Regions from separate parts of the Oryctolagus cuniculus genome. Here region 2 is linked to region 1. The links are chromatin contacts, called in public Micro-C maps. All regions are on one chromosome and are shown on one strand. Each heading gives the region's core, a stretch centred on a gene start, on an enhancer-like site or on the middle of the called end of the contact. The rest is flanking DNA. Distances are from core to core; before and after follow the strand shown.

Region 1 (3,564 bases), core at 496-2,995:
TGGTCGATGGCTGCTTTTGCATGTACCGTAAGGCAGGAAGTAAGCAGTTCCAGCAGCCGCTGTGTTGCCCACAAAGCCTAACATACTTGCTACCTGGCCCTTTCCAGAAAGTTGGATGATCCCCGACCTGGACAACAAAGTGGTCACTGCACAGGAGGCAGACCCACCCCTCTCGCTCAGGTTCACGCGAGGTTCTGCCCTTGTGTCTTGGAAGTCAGGATGTGACAGCACACTGCGGCGATGCCATCTTGTGTCTGGCCCCTCCATTCACCACCCGCTCTAATTCCCTGAGAAGGACACTGGCCAGTGAGAGATGCTTAAGTGCTGTCACTGGCCAACAAGACCAGGAAGACCCCGGGGAGGCTTCTCCCTGAAGCTCTCAAGGGACTGCCGCGAACAAGCTGCTCCCCGCCTGCTGAACTTGTAAAGCTCCCCCCAGGGCTATGCCACAGGAATGGAGTCGGAGTGGCTTCTTCCTGTTTCCAGTTTGTGGTGAGGGAAGACAGCTGGCTGCACTTGGAGGATGTGGGACAGAGGGTCCTGGGACAGCCATTGCTTGGGAGAGAATTCCGGTCTGGGCAAGTTGCCAGCGCTGTACAAAATGGAGAATGACACAGCCCAGAAATTCATCCTAGTATAGAAGCAGGTGGCTTGGGCTTCTCTGGCTCCTTCATCATCAAAAATAAAGGGAAAGGGGGCAGGTGTGGTGGTGCAGCAGGTTAAGCCACCACTTGTGACACCAGCATCTCTTATGTGAATGCCGGTTCAATTCCTAGCTGCTCTGCTTCTGATCCAGCTCCCTGCTGACGCATCCTGGGAAAGCAGCAGATGATGGCCCAAGTGCTTGGGCCGCCACCCACGTGGGAGACCAGGATGGGGTTTCCCGCTGCTGGCTCTGGCCTGGCCCAGACCTGGATAACAATGTATAATAAATGTAAAAAATCACTTAACTCACTTCATTTTTGCATCCTTGGTGAATAAAAACATTTGCCATATTCTCTGTAATGAGTAATGCACCTGGGAAAGCAGTGGAAGGTGGCCCAAGTGCTTGGGTCCCTGCACCCATGTAGGAGACCTGGAAGAAACTCCTGGCTCCTGGCCTCAGTCTGGCCCAGCCCCGGCCTTTGCAGCCATTTGGGGAGTGAACCAGAGGATGAAAAATCTCTCTCTTCTGTCTCTCCCTCTCTCTGTGCCTTTCAAATAAATAAAATAAATCTTTGGGGAGAAAAAAAAAGTGCCTTTGAGAGGACCTAAATCCTAAAAGAGCTGTTGCATCCAGGCAGGACTGGGAGATCATGGTACACATGCAGGCACAATCTTACCTGGCACAAACCTCAATCAGGCAGTTAAACCAGTTTGCTTCGTTCTGAAATGTTGCTGTGCACCCCAGTACAAGTGTGTACCTTCCAGAGAGCCCCAAATGCTTCTCAAGTGGCCAGCCCCATGCCACTGCTAAGACGTGGAGCAGCAGTAGCCAAGGCCACGAACACACTCCTGCAGCTTGTGCACTGCACAGCCCCAGGGCTGCTGTCTGCCTACACGGAACACAGGTGCTGTGGAACTTGAACCCTGAAGAGGCCTCAGGCAGCCAGGATGCCGTCCCTGCAGCTATGCCCACACGAACAAGGCCTCTCAACAAAGCTCAACCGTGCCCACGGAAACCTCAGCCACTGGCAGAGAAGTGTGTGCGGTTCCTTAGGAAGGAGTGGTGAGCGCTTGTCGGAGGGCCTTGCAGGAAGTGATTAATGATCCTGCTATGTGCCTCCGCCTGCATACAGAGCACATCCCATGTGGGGATGAGCGTGGGAACAGTATGTTCCTCCTTCCTCGGCAATCAAGTCGGGGCCAATGCTGCAGTGCAGCCGGTTAAGGCACCACCTGTGCGGCTGGCATCACAAATGGGTGCTGGGCCAAATCCAGCCTACTCTACTTCCGGTCCAGCTGTCTGCTAATTCACCTGGGAAAACAGCAGAAGTTGGCCGAAATGCTTAGGCCCCTCCCACCCACATGGGAGACCTGGAAGGAGCTCCAGGCTATTGGCTTCGGCTTCTGAACCAGACCTGGCCATTGAAGCCATTTGGGGAGTGATCCAGCAGACACAGATCTCTTTTTCTCTCTGTCCCTCCTTTCTCTGCCACTCTGCCTTTCAAATAAACAAAATAAATCTTGTTTTTAAAAAAGTCAACTCTTAGCTATCACCAAGTGTTCTTCAATTGTCATTGAGGCATTCTTTGATTTCCAATGTGATTCATAAACACATATAAATTTGTATTTTTAAACCTGATGCAATGCATGTACTTACCCATAAGAAAAGTATAAAACCTGAAACCAGGCTGATAACTCGGGCACCTGTCCTGTGGTTCCTGGGTTCAAATCCTTAGTCTGACTCACTGAATAACCTTGATTCTTCAATCAGACTTGGATCTTCCAGTTAACAAGAGCCACTACAGGTGCCCCGGTTCCAATGCCCAGTCACAAAAGCCAAACACTGGAGAACTGTTCTAAATTCAAGAGACACTAGCGGGACATCACAACTAAATGCAACGTGTGTCCCTGGGTTGCACCCTAGAACAAAAAGATTTTTTCTTTAAAGCGAACTAGTGGGGCAATTGGCACCATCTGAAGAAGGTGCATAGTGCTGGATCCTGGTTCTGGGATTTTATTTCAGTCATATTTTGAGGAAAACATACACACAAGTATTCAAGGGTAAAGAGGCAGCGTAAAAATTTAGGAAAAAAGCCAATGTGGGAAAACGGCGCCATCTGGGACCCCTGACTGAAGCTTCTGCCTGAGTTCTCTGTTCTTTTGGTGCCTTATCTCGGACCCCCAAGGTGCTGCAAAGTAAAAAGTTAATCAGCATCTAAATATACAATTTGTATTGTGGAAGTAAATATATACAGTTGACTTACCAAACACTCCTATGTGGAATGGTTTAATCTGATACAATTGCTACAAACTAATAAGCACCAAGAGGCTCAAAACAAAACCAAACTGAGGGGGCAGGCGCTGTGGTGTAGCAGGTAAAGTTGCCGCCTTCAGTGCCGGCATTCCCATACCGCCGCTGGTTCGAGTCCTGGCTGCTCCACTTCCAATCCAGCTCTCTGCTATGGCCTGGGAAGGCAGTAGAGGATGGCCTAAGTCCTTGGGCCCCTGCACCTGTGTGGGAGACCCAGAAGAGGTTCCTGGCTCCTGGCTTCGGATAGGCACAGCTCTGCCCGTTGCGGCCAGTTGGAGAGTAAGCCAGCAGATGGAAGACCTCTCCTTCTCTCTGTGTGTAACTCTTCCAAATAAATAAATAAATCTTTAAAAAAAACACACACACACACACACACACACACACACAACAAAAAAAAACCAACTTGGGACTTTTGTTTTTCTTGATGTGGCGCGCCACCTTGTGGCCATAAGCTAAAAAGCCATCAGGTAAAGAAACACCCGGTCCAGGAAAGCCACCAGGGAAGGTAAGAAGGGCCCACATTTATTGATCATTATTTCCAGAACTATGAGAGGCTTTTCCTCCGGTTAGTTCTCGAACACATTCACAGTTAGGGAAACAGTCTCAGA
Region 2 (3,564 bases), core at 425-2,924, 110 kb before region 1:
CACACTTGCAGTAAACTCTACTGAAACACAACCCAGCACAGCAGAGCAAGGACAAATAACAGTCATTTATTGTGTATTTCAAAATAGCTGGGAGAGGACTCTGATACATGTTTGGAGCAATGGACACGCTAATTACCCTGATTCCATCAGTTCACACTGTGTCTACGTTAAACACATTATCATCCTGTACCCCATACCTATGGATTAGAAATAAAAAATAACTTCTAGGAGTGTTTGACCTAGTAGCTGAGACACGGGCTATCTGAGTGCCTGGGTTCGAGTCCCAGCTCTACACGCGGCTGGTTGCTAATGCACACCGTGGGAGGCAGCGCTAACGCCTCCAGTACGTGGGTCCTTGCCATCCCTGCGGGAAACCTGGGTTGAGTTCCTGGCTCTTGGCTTCAGCTCTGCCCGTACTGTAAAAGGCTTTCCCGTGCCCTGCGGGCGGCAGGGTGTCGCGGAAGGTCCCCCGCTGTCCGGAAGCTGCTCCGGCCCTCACTGAGAGGGGTGGGCGTGGAGGGTCTTCCCGCAAAAAAGCGCCTTCTTCAATGCTCAGTTCGCCAGGCAGAAGCCAGGGCGGGCTCAGGAGGCCCCCCGGCCTGTGTCACACGCGAGGGGGGCGACCAGCAGGCCGAGGGCGCAGCTCTGGGACGGGGCCCTGGGCATGATGTGCACGACCCGCGGCTAAGGCACTTCCGGAAGTTAACCGCCGGGGTCAGGGCTCTTATTTGTTTCCGGACAGCGGCTGGCGGTCAAGCGCACCTTGGAGAGACCGCGGCCCGGGGCCAGCCCGCCGCCGTTCTCCCCCAGGCCCCGACGGGTCCGCGTCGGCCCAGAGCCCGGCCGCCGGGCGACGACCAGCGACCCCTCACCCCTGGCTCCTTTGATCGCCCGGGATTTGCAAACCCAGCCGACTGGGCGAGCCTGGCCGCGGACAGCGAGCACGGCCCACGAGCACACGGCCCGGCTCCCCGCCCCTGCCCTCGGGGCGCCCACAGCGGGAAGCCGTGGGCGGCCGCCAAGTCCACGCAGGCGCACTAGCAAGGCGCGGAGTTCCCGTTAGGGTCAAGGCCTCCTGGGGGCGTGGATTTCCTGGAACCGGAGTAACCGGGCTGACGGGTAACCGCGCCGCCCGCCGCTTTGCAACGCGCGCGCGCGAGCGCCGGGCCGGGAGAGGGGGGCGGGGGGGAGAAGCCGCGGCCTCGCAGAAGAGGGCGGGGCCTGCGCGAAGGGGCGGGGCGGTCGCTGGGGAGAGACGCGGCCTGCGCGCGCGGCGGTGCTTTGGCGGGAGGGGCGGGGCCTGCGCGGAGGGGCGGGGCGGTCGCTGGGGAGAGACACGGCCTGCGCGCGCGGCGGTGCTTTGGCGGGAGGTGCGGGGCCTGCGCGGAGGGGCGGGGCGGTCGCTGGGGAGAGACGCGGCCTGCGCGCGCGGCGGTGCTTTGGCGGGAGGGGCGGGGCCTGCGCGGAGGGGCGGGGCGGTCGCTGGGGAGAGACGCGGCCTGCGCGCGTGGCGGTGCTTTGGCGGGAGGGGCGGGGCCTGCGCGGAGGGGCGGGGCGGTCGCTGGGGAGAGACACGGCCTGCGCGCGCGGCGGTGCTTTGGCGGGAGGGGCGGGGCCTGCGCGGAGGGGCGGGGCGGTCGCTGGGGAGAGACGCGGCCTGCGCGTGTGGCGGTGCTTTGGCGGGAGGGGCGGGGCCTGCGCGGAGGGGCGGGGCGCGCTCCCTGCCGGGCCGATGCGCTCGGAGGAGCGGTCCCCGGGTCGCTGAAGCGGGAGCGCGCGCCCGGGTTTCCTACGGGACCTCTCCGCCCGTCCCGTCCGCGGCGCTGCTGGAAGTGACTGAGGATGTGACTGGGGCGGCGGCGGCTGGCGGACGATGCTCGCCCTCCTGGGCGCGACGACCCTGGTGCTGGCCGCCGGGGCCTGGTGGGTGTCGCCCGCAGCCGCTGGTGAGAAGCGAGGGGGTTTCGGTGTGGTCCGGGGGCTCCGCGGTGACGGCAGAGGGAGCTGTGCGGGCCCGCGCCGTGGCCCTGCGTGAATCTGTGGGCTGGGTCCGTGCGCGGCCCTGCGTGAATCCCTGTGGGCGCGGTCCGTGCGCGGCCCTGCGTGAGTCTGTGGGCTGGGTCCGTGCGCGGCCCTGCGTGAGTCTGTGGGCTCGGTCCGTGCGCGGCCCTGCGTGAATCCCTGTGGGCTGGGTCCGTGCGCGGCCCTGCGTGAGTCTGTGGGCTCGGTCCGTGCGCGGCCCTGCGTGAATCCCTGTGGGCTGGGTCCGTGCGCGGCCCTGCGTGAGTCTGTGGGCTCGGTCCGTGCGCGGCCCTGCGTGAATCCCTGTGGGCTGGGTCCGTGCGCGGCCCTGCGTGAATCCCTGTGGGCTGGGTCCGTGCGCGGCCCTGCGTGAATCCCTGTGGGCTGGGTCCGTGTGCGGCCCTGCGTGAATCCCTGTGGGCTGGGTCCGTGCGCGGCCCTGCGTGAATCCCTGTGGGCTCGGTCCGTGCGCGGCCCTGCGTGAGTCTGTGGGCTGGGTCCGTGCGCGGCCCTGCGTGAATCCCTGTGGGCTGGGTCCGTGCGCGGCCCTGCGTGAATCCCTGTGGGCTGGGTCCGTGCGCGGCCCTGCGTGAATCCCTGTGTGCTCGGTCCGTGCGCGGCCCTGCGTGAGTCTGTGGGCTGGGTCCGTGCGCGGCCCTGCGTGAATCCCTGTGGGCTGGGTCCGTGCGCGGCCCTGCGTGAATCCCTGTGGGCTGGGTCCAGGCCGCGGCCCTGCGTGAGTCTGAGGGCTCGCGCGGTCACAGCTTTGAGGTCTTCCGTGCACGGAACATTTGCTGTAACAGCTGCCCAGGGTTTTCATGTGTGTGCCGTGAGAAGCTAATTTGGGACTCGTCTAGAGAACTCGGGCGTAACTTGTAGGCAGTGAGCATTTATTGGGCTCACGCCGGGCGTTAACCCACGCATTGTAAGGGCGTTCGTGCACGGAGCTGCCACGCCGCTGTAGACACTGCCATCCTCCGGGTGTGGACCAGCGCCCTTAGAGACTGATGTGCCAGCAGCCGTACAGCCAGTCTAAATCAAACCCTGAGAATCCGGCCTCCGAGCCTTGGGGCTCACCCAGACTAAACTTTTCCTAAGAATCTGAGTTCTTCATTTTCCACTTGTGTGTTAAGGGCCTCGCTATCTTTTATCTCTTTTAATTTATTATTTTTCCCCAAAAAAGTAATAATCATATCTAAACAAAGCACGAATTCAAAGTTCAGGTTGTAACGTTGCCCCGCCTATTGAAAGTCACGACATAGTCATATTTGTTAACCTGGGAAATGCACTTTTGGACCCTAGACTAAGAAAACTGTCAATCAGGGGAGGAGATTTTGATTCATGTTGCTATGGATATGTGTGTTTTGGATTTACATCAGACGTAAAAAGCTAGTAAACTCTGTGTTCAGTCAAGGTCATTCTGGAAGGCTGGAAGCAGCCAGAAGAGTTTGTGTTGAATTAAATGCCCATTAGTACATTTTTACGTGCTGAAGAGTTGAAATCAAATATTAGAAGGATATTGCTAATAGTAATGTAGTAAAA

What was found. A called contact is a pair of places that touch in the nucleus more often than the background predicts.
Region 2: a contact with region 1 is called in a Micro-C map of ear pinna, with 4 times the contacts expected there. The contact joins the promoter of IFNAR1 here to the enhancer-like site in region 1. A contact is called at or near these places in 2 of 6 Hi-C or Micro-C datasets (ear pinna and an unstated tissue).

The regions. Positions count from the first base shown.
Region 1 is chr4:11,580,537-11,584,100 of mOryCun1.1, reverse strand. It overlaps a transcript of TMEM50B not described here. Among named protein-coding and RNA genes, the nearest start is that of TMEM50B, 24 kb to the right of the region's middle. Within about 2 kb of position 1,745, at least 3 of the 8 cell types and tissues checked have an H3K27ac peak or open chromatin away from gene starts, as enhancers often do. A contact at or near this core is called in ear pinna, where this site is marked.
Region 2 is chr4:11,690,655-11,694,218 of mOryCun1.1, reverse strand. IFNAR1 (interferon alpha and beta receptor subunit 1) reads left to right here and starts at 1,674. Exons shown (of 11, transcript XM_051833617.2): 1 at 1,674-1,946. The coding sequence starts at 1,874.